Regions from separate parts of the Gossypium hirsutum genome. Here region 2 is linked to region 1. A link is a contact called in public Hi-C data. All regions are on one chromosome and are shown on one strand. Each heading gives the region's core, a stretch centred on a gene start, on an enhancer-like site or on the middle of the called end of the contact. The rest is flanking DNA. Distances are from core to core; before and after follow the strand shown.

Region 1 (5,572 bases), core at 1,956-4,455:
AGCTTAGGCAGCAACTCAGAAACCACCTTTTGCAATGTAACATGCTTCATCCTGCCATTGCTTCCATTTAGAACCATTTTTGACAGAAATGTGACCTCTTGTGAATCCAAATGTTCCCTCAGTAGCTCATTCCAGAACTTATCATCCTCATTGAGGTCGGGTGTTTCCATCAATTCCACCACTTGCTTCAATGTAGCTACATTCCTACCAGCACCACAACCCATGGCGGTAGCAGCACCCACGGCATTTGCAAATGCTAACGTAGTAACCAATGGAATATTATGTATAAAACCATATGCAATGGCAGCAACAAAGCTATCTCCACACCCGACAGTGTCCATGATTTTCACCTAATCAAATGTTGAAAAGAATTCGGACAGGTTAGAAGAATGACCAAATCCAAAAGAATGGTTATATTAGACCTATCAATTAGGTGGGTCAGATTGATTTTGGGTTAGATCTATCTAGATCGTGTCGATTCAGATTTAATACTTTCCTATAATTTTGGGTCTGAGTCAATTTCGGGTTCAGATCATCTCAAGTGGTCATTTGGATCAAGTCGTTACGGATTTGAATCATTTTGGATTTTGGCCACTTTAAGTTCAAGTCATCTCAAGTTAGGTGGTAGGTTTGGGTTGTCCCAGGTTCAGATTGCTTCGGATTCAGGCCAATTTAGGTTTGGGTCAATTCATGTTTGGGTTAGGCAAATTCAAGTTGTTGACTTTTTATAATCAAATTGAGTTGGGTTGGACTTGAGATCAAGTTGGATTTTCAAGTTCGGATCAGAATTGATAGGTTTAGTCATATTTAGCTTCTTTACAAGTTGTAAGGAGGCAAATTTTCAGAAAACAGGCTTCATATTTTCAGGGACAATTTACATTTCAAAATATGTATCTGAAACTTCTGTTAGTTACTACTTAACGTGTACATGACCATGAACTTTAAAAATACATTTTCAACCTAAAATGAAAGGCATCCAAGCTTAAAGCAACTTGACAACTTATTCAAGGAATTTCCATAAATAACAATCACCATGTAGCTAAACACTTTTTAAAGTTTTCGGATATACAAGGAAGCTATAACTCACCTTAAATGCAGATGCACAAGTAATACCGGACTTGGTTATCAGAATTGAACCCTTAGGGCCCATCTTCACAACCACCCATTTCGTGCAGTTTCCTTTCCTCAGCAACTCCTGCCCTGCAAGAATCGGGTCCACTAGGCCAGTTAAAGATTCAGCCTGAAAGTCCATAAATGTAAGTAATTAGGTAAACAGCCAAAAGAGGCTATTAGATAGATATATTCCACATCAAATACCATAAAAGCCCAAATACTTCCGACTGGGATATCCAACCCTCCGAAGCTGCGGGCATACCTAATATTAATCAAAGAATGAAGAACACTCATGTTCTATAACCTAAAAACACCTGTCTTTTTTCAGGCAAAGGGAGACGAATATTGATAAAATGAATGCACGTATAGAGTTCAGCATTTTCATCTCGGATAGTTGACAAATATTCTTAGATTGATGGTTCAGCTAAAGAACTAATCAGTAAAGGAACAATCATTCCAAGTGATTAGACAAAAGTTGAGATGATTCGGGCATGAATTGAAACAGGTCTAATAGGAGACTGGACCATCAGGTTCAACTTGAAGGTGCTTTGACCACGCTTAGACAACAAGGAACAAAAAGGACTGCTGCAAAAATATAGAAAGAAAAGGCCATGGCCTGCACTTTACGAACGATCAAGTGAAGCAACTTCAGAAAGTTGAAATGATTACAATTACATCAAAATGAGATATGAAAGCATTGGAAGATAGATATACAAGCACAACACAAACAGAGAATAAAGGAAAATAGAATGAAAATGTCCATAGATTCAGAAAAGCACCTCGTCAGATGTTAGAAGGAGGACATCACTCATCCTCAAGAAATGCTTAAGTGCTTTTTGCTCTTCCGCAGTTCCACTTAAAAGACTCTTCCCACGCGGCCCTGGATCGAAAAACACCGATGTGCCAACTTCGACTGCATACTCCACAGCTGAGATTATCATATGAGGGGAAAGCTCATCAAAGTCATAACCATTACAAAACAGGATTCTCGAGCGTTTAATTGCCCTCTTTACTTCTTCAGAAAGTGTATTCATCCAGCTAAAAGCAGGTTCCTTACTAAAATCCGCCCGACTAATGAAACAAAAACAAAACCATAAAACTTCAGCAACAATTTTCTCAACCAAATTTCGTGCACATCATTAAAAAAACAGCCAAAAGACGAGGTTTTTTTTTTATTTACCTGCAAAAGCCATGTTTTTGCAAAGGGTCAACAAGAACCCAGCATAAGAGGGTTTCATAAGAAGAACTAGGGGCGTTGAGAACATCAGTTTCTTCACTCATTCCAACCATACCAATTCCTTCAGCTTGAAGCAAATCTTCAAGAAACTTCCCATAAATTTCATTACCAACGTGACCTATTGCAACACACTTAAGTCCCAGCCTTGCAGCTGCTATAGCCATATTACAGTTTCCACCAGCTTCCCAGTATTGCTGTGACCCAAAAAGAGAATAAATTTGAAAACCCATTTGGAAAAAGAGGACCATTCCTTTTACCATTATCCAAAAAACTAGGGAAAGAAATCATTTTTTACCTTATCGGGAGGAGAGGAGGATAACTGCTCCATGAAGGCCTTGCGAGAATCTGGGGAAGGAGGGGGTAATTTAGGAACATTGAGGACAATATCGACGCAGAGGTTGCCGAGAGTGGCGACATCGACGGTTTTGACGGCGGCGGGTTTGGTAGCGTTGGAAGAGTGGAAAGAGCAAGAGGGGTGATTGAGCAGTGGGGTATGGAAACCCCGGCAAGAGAAGGCAGAGTAGGGAGATTTGGTGATGGTCTTGTTAGGATGGAGGGAAAAGGGAAAGAGGACGCGAGAAGGGATAGGGGTGGAATAGTGAAGGTGGGGAGGGAAAGGGAATTGGGTGTTCTTAAAGGCTACTGATTGGTGATTCATTCAGCTGAATGCCTAAGTGAAAATGCGTCAAAAAAACTGATGATGACGACGAAGAAGAAGAAATGGAAGTTGAGAGCAAACAAATTGGAATAGTAGTTTCAAAATAAAAACTATGCTTTAAACTGAAAAGGAAAAGGTCACGGAATAAATGAATGGGTGGCGATTGGCTAAAGATGTTACCTTTTTTATTTCCAAAGGGTTGAGTCAATCAAAGTTCCAACTCTCATAACAATATTTATTATCAAATTTAATTAATTAATTTGTACATATTATATTAAAAAGTAAATTAATTTTATTTTAGAAATTTTATTCAATTTATTAAAAAAAAATCTATTTGTACATTAGCTGATAAAATAGTTAAATAATAGAAATGAATTAAATTTTTAATAGAAAGATTAAATTTGTTAATAGAAGAGAGAAAAAAGTAACGACTCCTATAAAAGACTTGTTTTATGTTCATTCATCTTTTTACTTTTGATTTCCAGTGAAGGATTCCTAGATGGAATCTGCAATTATGTCGTCACTTTCTTTCATTTCTACATTATTTTCATCTTTTTATCTTTTCTTTTCCAAAAAAAAAGGATAAAGTTTGCTTACAAAGTTGAATGGAGAAGTTAAATCCATCATAATTTTCATTAGAATGGTTTTCAAAGACCTTTGAATAGCTCGTAATTGTCTTTAGAAAAAGATAGAATCTATGTTTATCTGGATTGTATTACAGGTTAACTTTTCAAACAATATAATCTTAAGAAAAGTTCAAGAATAAATGTGGCAGGGGTTTTCTTTGGCAGAAAGAGTGACCGCTATAAAAATAGCATATAAATATGCTCAAATTACATTATTCAATGTATCATTGATTTAAGACTTCAACATCTTTGGCCTATTTGAACGATTCAAAACTCAAGTACCAAAAGTGTTGCAACACCCAACCTATGTTTTTTCAATTTCGAAAATTTAAATCATTTCAGTGTCATCTATTTTCAGAATAGTAAATTAACATGAAACAATCAAGAAACCGTGTCCGGCATCCATGTAAAGACAGACCAGATAAAAATGTACAGATCAAGGGCTCATCCCTTCCATCTGCGGTGCAGAAATGCAGACTGGTTATCGTATGCTCCTAGCTAAACTGGTCTCAGTGTGTACTTCATCAAATAAGTTTTCCTAATCACTATGGTCCCAAATGCTTAATAGTGTCATCGAATGACCAAAAATGCTCAAACTCAAAAATTATTTATATCAAGATGAACAAAGCACCACCACGAAAGCACAGGAATGGAGATGGATGGCACGAGTAAACTTCACTGACCAACCTCAAGAGTAGTTTCATGCCTTTGCCAGATCCTCAAGTCTCATGACAACAGTTTGAGCTACATCATGGTAAGCCTTGGAGACAGCGGAATCAGGTGCTGATACCACTATCGGCATGCCTTTGTCACAGCCTTTCCTAATGTCCAATTCAATGGGTATCTGAGAAGGTATTGGTAACGGATCATATAAATTTGCAGCTTTGAATATTAGCAGCTACGTTAAACAATATAAATAGCCATCAAGTTAGGCCAAAGAAAGTCCTCCTTAATGATTTTTGATTTGTTATAGCTAGTCACTTTAATACTTGCTTGTAGTTGGTTAACTTTAATCAACAACTGACCTCACCAACAAGTTGCAAACCCATCTCAGCTGCTGTTTTACGGGCTCCACCAGCACCAAAGATGAACGAAGCTTCACCACAGTGTGGACACTTGAAGCAGCTCATGTTCTCTATTAATCCCAAAATCTGTAAAAGCAGTCGGAATTTCAAAATTAACTCCACAAGAGTAGAGAGGGTATAGTTGTTATAATTATCTATAGTCATAACAAAACTATTACATCACACCGTAAGGAAGTTCTATGGAAGGTGCTGACACCATTCACATGCTCAAAAAGCTTAGCCAATATGCTTTAATGCAGCCATGCACTGTTGGCAACAGTTCAGATATTATACTTTTCCCAGAAAGAATTTCATAAAACCAAAATCTTTCAATGACAACAATGACATTTCTATCCCACAAACAGATTTATAACTTAAAGTACTAAGTAACAGGAACTGACAATATAAATACGTAATATCACATGCAGTTGAATGCAGTCATTTTTCAAAACTTCATAACAATACCAAATTTAGGCACCATACACAAATTTTCAACAAGCTTTGCAGGCCTGATGAGAGAATACATGCAGAACTTATGACTTACAGGAACTTGAACTTTAGAGAACATTCTAACTCCTCTACGAGCATCAATCAGTGCAACATCTTGTGGGGTTGAAACTATTAACGCACCTAAGAAAAACAAACAATGATTAAAGAAAAAAAACCATCAAACATAAGTTTTTGAATTTAATGAATATATCAGATAGGGCAAGTGAAGTAAGATATGCTTCCCTTCATTTCTGTTTGTCCCCTTCAAGGATGTTGGTGGTTGGACAGTAGGAAAGGAAATAGAGTTTGGGGAGAGGGTAAAAGTGATGTTCTTATCCTTCTCAAACTAGACCTTAGAAAATAAAAGACATCATAATTTTAGCCT
Region 2 (6,145 bases), core at 378-2,877, 150 kb before region 1:
TAATTTCTCATATAATATTTTATAATAAAAATGTAATTTCATAGTTATATAATTACAAAATTGAGTTAAAAAAGAAGTTTGAAGTTCATTATGGCTAATTACCTCACACAATTCCTTAATTCTCAATCCCTCATAAGAATCAAAGCAAGTAATTGTGTGCACTTCATAAACTCAATTCAATGAGATTTATTAATTTTAATAATTACTCATATATATCACATATGTAATTATTAGTAATTACACCCAAATCTAATTACTAAATGAACTTTTTAAATCCATTGAAAATTCTACATGAGAACATCAAGCATGGCTTTGAAGATGTTCTTAAACAAAAGATTTTTAATCCTCCAAGATTAACATCAAACAAGTCTTAGAAGATGTTTGTTTTTATACTTGAACAAACATTTTCAATTTTCTAAGGTTAAAGGTTCAACATCGAAGATACTAATCATTGTAACAAAAATTAGATGATAAATTAACTTAATTCTTCTAATGCTCTTGCTATATAATTAATTGATTTGATTATACTTATAATGGGCTTACATATATATATGGCTTTAGATCAACATTAACATGTTTCATTTAGGTGGAGAAGTTAATGCATAACTTACATATAAGTTTTACATTGAGAAGATTTTGCTCCAAATTAATAAATATGCTTAGATGTAATGTTTTTGAGAAACCCAAGCATTCTATAGGTTATTTTGATGAGATATGATGTGGTGTAGTAAGAACTTTGAATTTATAATCATAGAATAAGATGATTGGAATGAATATTTGAGTATAGGAAATGTGTAATTAGACAATAGTAATAGAGCATACATGCTAAGCAAATGTTCACATGTTAAAAAAGAAAGATTTATATTGCTACCTTAATTAATGGATATACAATTTTTGTTTGATTCACATTTTATGTTTAAGGTTAACAAATGTAATGAATAATGTGACATACAACATAACAAATCAAGTTTTGTTTTGGATTAAATATGGTTCCAATTTTTGATTTGCCATGAATTGAATGATATGTGTATTGTCACACATGCCAAAAGGACATGTTCAACTTCAACAACATTTGAAGTGAAAAATTTCCATCCAATTCTTAACCAAATTTCATGATTCTTGAAGCATTAGTTTCCTTTGTTAATCTATTATCAAATAAGATGCAAAAATTTTGGATTCATAACAAGCATTTTCTTAAATTCCTCCTAAACCACAATAACATCATGGTAAACCATGGTTTTGACCAATGTAGCTTCAAAATCAAATATCTTACAAATGAATTGTCCAAAAAATATGTAAAAATATTCATTAGAAAGCTTATATAATAAACTTAACAATGGAAAAAATTTCAAAAAAAATTATAAGCTATAACTTAAGTCATGGTCAAACCAATCGAGACCAAAAGCACACCTAAAATGCTCAAAACATCAATTCTTCCTCATTCCTCCCCACCCATTCCCTTGCGCCCCTTAATCTTCAACCGTAGATATCGCCTTATCTAACGATCCGTATTTAAACTTAAGACAGACAGGGATCCGCGTGATAGTTGTCTCCACCAATCAAAATTCATCTTATGGATACCGTCTTTCTCACATTTGACTATTTAAATCCCTTCATTTCCGTCACCTTCCTCCCACAACGAAATTACCAGTACATCTTCGCTTTGAGATTAGATCCAAAATTCCCCTTTCATCATATTTCCGATTCCCCAATTTTTCCTGAAACCCTAATCCTAATCCCGGATTCTTCTCGTCTACATCGTCTAGCAAATGGCAACCGAGGAGCCGGCAGTCGTGGCAGACCCCGCACCGGAGACGGAGGAGGACAAGACTGCTGAGACCAAAGCTACTTCAAAATCTGGCAGAGCAAAGAAAACCAAAGAACCCAAAACCAAGAAAGCTGCAGCTCCTCGGAAACCACGGGCTGCTCCTACTCATCCACCTTACGAAGAGGTACTTCATGATTCACAAAATATACTGTTATTTGTTTTTTATTTTTTGTTTTTTTTGCTATTCTGGGTCTGATCGCGTATTGATACTCGATTGGTTTGTTACAGATGATCAAAGATGCGATCGTTACTTTGAAAGAGAGGACAGGTTCAAGTCAGTACGCCATTGCTAAGTTCATTGAAGAGAAACAGAAGAATCTTCCTGGGAATTTCAAGAAGCTTCTTCTTGTCCATTTGAAGAAGCTTGTGGCTGCTGGGAAGTTGGTCAAAGTTAAGGCTTCGTATAAACTTCCATCGGCTAGATCTTCGAAGACGGCTACTGCTGCTTCTGCTCCTGCAAAAAAGAAAACGGCTACTACTAAGTCGAAGTCTAAGCCTGCCTCAAAGCCTAAGGAAGGGAAGAGTACAAAAGCTACTCCTAAAGCGAAGGCCAAGACAAAAACTACTTCGAAGGCCAAGAGTAAGCCGGCGGCTAAGCCAAAGGCTACTTCTAAGGCGAAGGCTGCTCCAGCCAAGACTAAGGCAGTGGCTTCTGTGAAGCCGAAGACTACTGCAGCTACAAAGCCAAAAGCTGCAGCCAAGCCTAAGGACAAGCCGGTTAAGGCTTCGAGGACTTCAACTAGGACGTCCCCCGGAAAGAGGGCTGCTGCTCCCAAGCCTGCTGCGAAGAAGGCTCCTGCGGCTAAAAAAGCTCCGGCGAAGAGTGTAAAGCCGAAAAGTGTCAAGTCACCGGCGAAGAAAGCCACGTCGAGGAGGGGAAAGAAATGAGAGAAGAGAGGGTGGTCAACGTAGGGGTAGTTTTGTAAATTCGAGTGAAGTTTAGTTGGTGTATTTGGGTCCGTACCCAGGAAAATATGACATCGGATCTTATCTGTTCTTGGAACTTTTCTTCGAGGGGTTGTTTTTTTTTTTGGTTGTTGTTGATTGACGCTAAATTTTTATATTCCTTAGTTTAAAGGCAGATTTTAGATGTAATTTTTCAGTTGAATGGATTATGAGATGAAATCAGAGCTCCCTGATATTTTATCATGTTATCTGCGTTCTATTGTTCTGCTCGTTCTTTATGCATTGCCCACCAGGGAATAGATTGCAAACTAAGAAGCCCAGGGTTTGTATTTATAGGGTTGCTTGGTGGAATAGATTCAAAGAAACGGTGGCCTGTTAGAAAGAGGTTGCGCGGAATGCTCTGAAGAATTAGCTTCTGTGCAGCTACACTGCTTCAAAACTGGAGCCAAGGTTAAGGTTTTTTACGAATTTGTTGATCCTAAAATTTTGAAATGCGTATAATTAAGTGGAACAATGATGTAACTGGCACGGCTGATCAAATTCATCATGCGTGGTTTAAGTTGTGACTATCAAGTTTGCCTAGTTTTTAAGCAATTATAAAGCTGCATTTATTTGGAATATGAGTTGCTGCATTTTTATTTCGATTTTGGTTTCTAACCTAAAAGCTTCACCTAATTATTGGATTGTGTTGAGTGGAGTTGTGGTCGAGCCTTGATGCTTATAAACGTGGTTATTTAACATGCTTCATTGCTTGCTTTTCTTTTAGGTTTTTCATGGAGTGAAAAATTAGTTAATATAGTCAGGGGCAAAATGAATAAATGGAGGAGTAATTAGGCAACTTTCCTCTTTGTTATTATCTCTTGATTGCTTTCCTTTATAGTGATGATTCTTAATTTTCTTTTTATTTTGTCAATGATTCTCTTATTCTCTGCTGTACAAAATTTGAGTATGGCAAGGCTTCAATTAGTTATTCCAGCCCTCCTGGTATCACGAACCCTAAGCCATACCACTAAACCTTTCTCCATAACCGATAATTCAATCTCCATCCCACTTGTGAAGCCTCTTCAAAGGCCCCAGTTGGTCCCAAGCTGTGCAAGCAGAGCTTACTGTCCTGAGAAACAGGGAACATGGTTGTTGGTCACGAAAGAAGTTAAGAATGTGGTTGGATGGAAATGGTGATTTCAGTCCCGATGGCACCATTAATTACAAGGCTTAACTTGTGAATTGTTTTAGCTAACGACCTAAGATTGACTATGGAGATACTTTTCACCTATTATCATAAGTATATTATAATCTGGATATTATTTTCTCTTGTAGTGATTAGCAATTAGCCACTTCAACAAATTTTCACAATATATTCCTTAATGGATCCTTTAGAGGAAGAGGTCTTCATGAGCCAGCCACCAAGGTTTGTTGACATGTTTGTCACCTGCATAAGGCTATCTATGGTCTTAAGCCAGCACAATCTGATAATTCTCCTTTTATTTCAAGATACTCAGGCGCACTCATTTACCTCTTGGTTTATGTTGATGGTTTCAATATCAGCAGTCCTAATTTGAATACTATTAATAAGTTTCTTGAGGCTATATTAATTATAGGTTTTTGTTGAGGGCTCTTGGTGATATAGATTACTTGGTATTGAAGCCTGCTTTATGCATGATGGCTTATTTTTGTTTTAACATCACTACATTTTGGATGTTCCTGATCGAGCAAAAGTTATTTCATGCCAATGCAATAAATATCTCTCTTAAATTCTCACTGAGTCAAGAAGAAGATTCCTCACTCTTGAAACAAAATGAGTATCTTGTCATACTGGGATTCCTTCAATTCCTTAAGTTTACAAGATCTGATCTAGCCTTTGCTGTAAATAAGTTAGCTTAGTTTTCAAGCAAGCAGACTGAACAAGACTTGACAGTCCTCAAGCATGTGTTGAGGTATCTTCAAGGCACTACTGATCATGGTCTCTTCATCTATCGAGATTCTCCTCTAATGGGCTTTCCTTGATGCAAATTGGGGCTGAAACAAGGATGATCAGAGCTCCACTGGTGGTTTCATTCTGTTTGTTGGCCAAAATCCTATCTCTTGGGCATCCCACAAGCAGTAGGGCATTGCGGTCATCAACAAAAGCAGAATATTGTGCCATCTTGAATGCCAATGCCTAACTCTGTTGGGTCATAAATTTATTTCGTGAGTTGTCTATTCATTGCCTAATCCTCTCCCACTTTACTGTGATAATCTCGATGCTACATCTGTTTGTCAATCTTGTGTTTCACTCTCCATGAAACACATTGAAATTAATTATCATATTGCTTAGTCCAAGATTCATGAGGAAGATCTTTTTGTTGCTCACAGTTTTGTTAGTGTTCAACTTGCTGATGTCTTCACAAAATCCTTACCATGACCTGCTTTTGAGATGGATTGTTTCAGGATTGGTGTCTCCTTCCGTCACCTTCTTGAGGGGTGTAATAAAGAAACTTGCCTTCTTGGTGCTACATCTTGATTGATTTCGTTTGAAAATTTCTTTATTTTCTTTTTATTTTTTACAATGATTCCATTTTACCTTTCTCGTTCTTTGCTGTACAAAACTCATACAAATTCTAAACATCAGTGATATTGACAAGGCTTTCATTATCTTCCCAGCCCTTTTAAGGAGTAGATGTGTGTAGATACTTTGTTTTGGCTATTAATATCTTATCTTTTTTCGGAGATAATTAAGATTATGTTTTAAGAACTTAAACTTCCAAAGATAGTAACAAAGTTTAACTCGAAACAAGTAGCGGAGTTGCTTCTATTAATATCTCTTCTGGAAGAACAACTCTTGTTTAGAATAGTTACTGTTTAGAACAATTATTGTTTGAGAATCTAAATTTGAAACAACTATGTTCAGAACAAGGCTTCATTTAGAACAGTTGTCATCCAAGGTAGCTATCATCTTAGAATGGCTTCTCTTGATAATAGCTAATGTCCATAACTTTTGTTTAGAATAATTGCATTTCAGGAACTATGTTTAGAACAATTGTTGTTCAGAGCAGCTTCTATTTAGAACAATTGTTTTTTCAAGAACAGCTCTACAATATGGTATTTTATAGAACAGTTCCAAAAGGGAAAAAATTGCTGTGGTTTCATTATTACAATGGTTTGTATTTGCAGAATCACTCTACGGAAAATGGGGATTCTTTTGAATATGTGAAATGCTTCACTTTTAACTTCCAGGTATCATAAATTGTGATCCTAGTTACATATTTCATTCACAATCTGGATTACCATTATTTTCTTCATGTTAATGGGTGGATCATCAATTGACAACCATTTGCTAAACAATTCATTTTTTATTTGAACGTTGAAAAGGTTCTTAGTTGTAATTAAGGAAAATAATGGGATGTCCAGGTTCGTTGATAGTGGTCTGCATTA

What was found. Hi-C and Micro-C count contacts between places; a contact is called where the count stands out from the background.
Region 2: a contact with region 1 is called in a Hi-C map of leaf, with 2.7 times the contacts expected there. The contact joins the promoter of LOC107894274 here to the promoter of LOC107894410 in region 1. A contact is called at or near these places in 13 of 34 Hi-C or Micro-C datasets (anther, callus, hypocotyl and 3 more).

Annotation. Positions count from the first base shown.
Region 1 is chrA08:9,899,820-9,905,391 of Gossypium_hirsutum_v2.1, reverse strand. LOC107894410 (5-dehydro-2-deoxygluconokinase) reads right to left here and starts at 3,205. Exons shown (of 5, transcript XM_016819757.2): 1 at 2,646-3,205; 2 at 2,294-2,544; 3 at 1,893-2,184; 4 at 1,088-1,240; 5 at 1-350. The coding sequence starts at 3,008. It overlaps LOC107944207 (iron-sulfur protein NUBPL), which reads right to left. Exons shown (of 9, transcript XM_016879081.2): 7 at 5,243-5,328; 8 at 4,660-4,785; 9 at 3,925-4,478. The coding sequence ends at 4,335.
Region 2 is chrA08:10,051,948-10,058,092 of Gossypium_hirsutum_v2.1, reverse strand. LOC107894274 (histone H1) reads left to right here and starts at 1,627. Exons shown (of 2, transcript XM_016819578.2): 1 at 1,627-1,952; 2 at 2,057-2,977. The coding sequence starts at 1,770. The coding sequence ends at 2,716. It overlaps LOC107894355 (a long non-coding RNA gene), which reads left to right and starts at 4,928. Exons shown (of 6, transcript XR_001683216.2): 1 at 4,928-5,220; 2 at 5,885-5,947.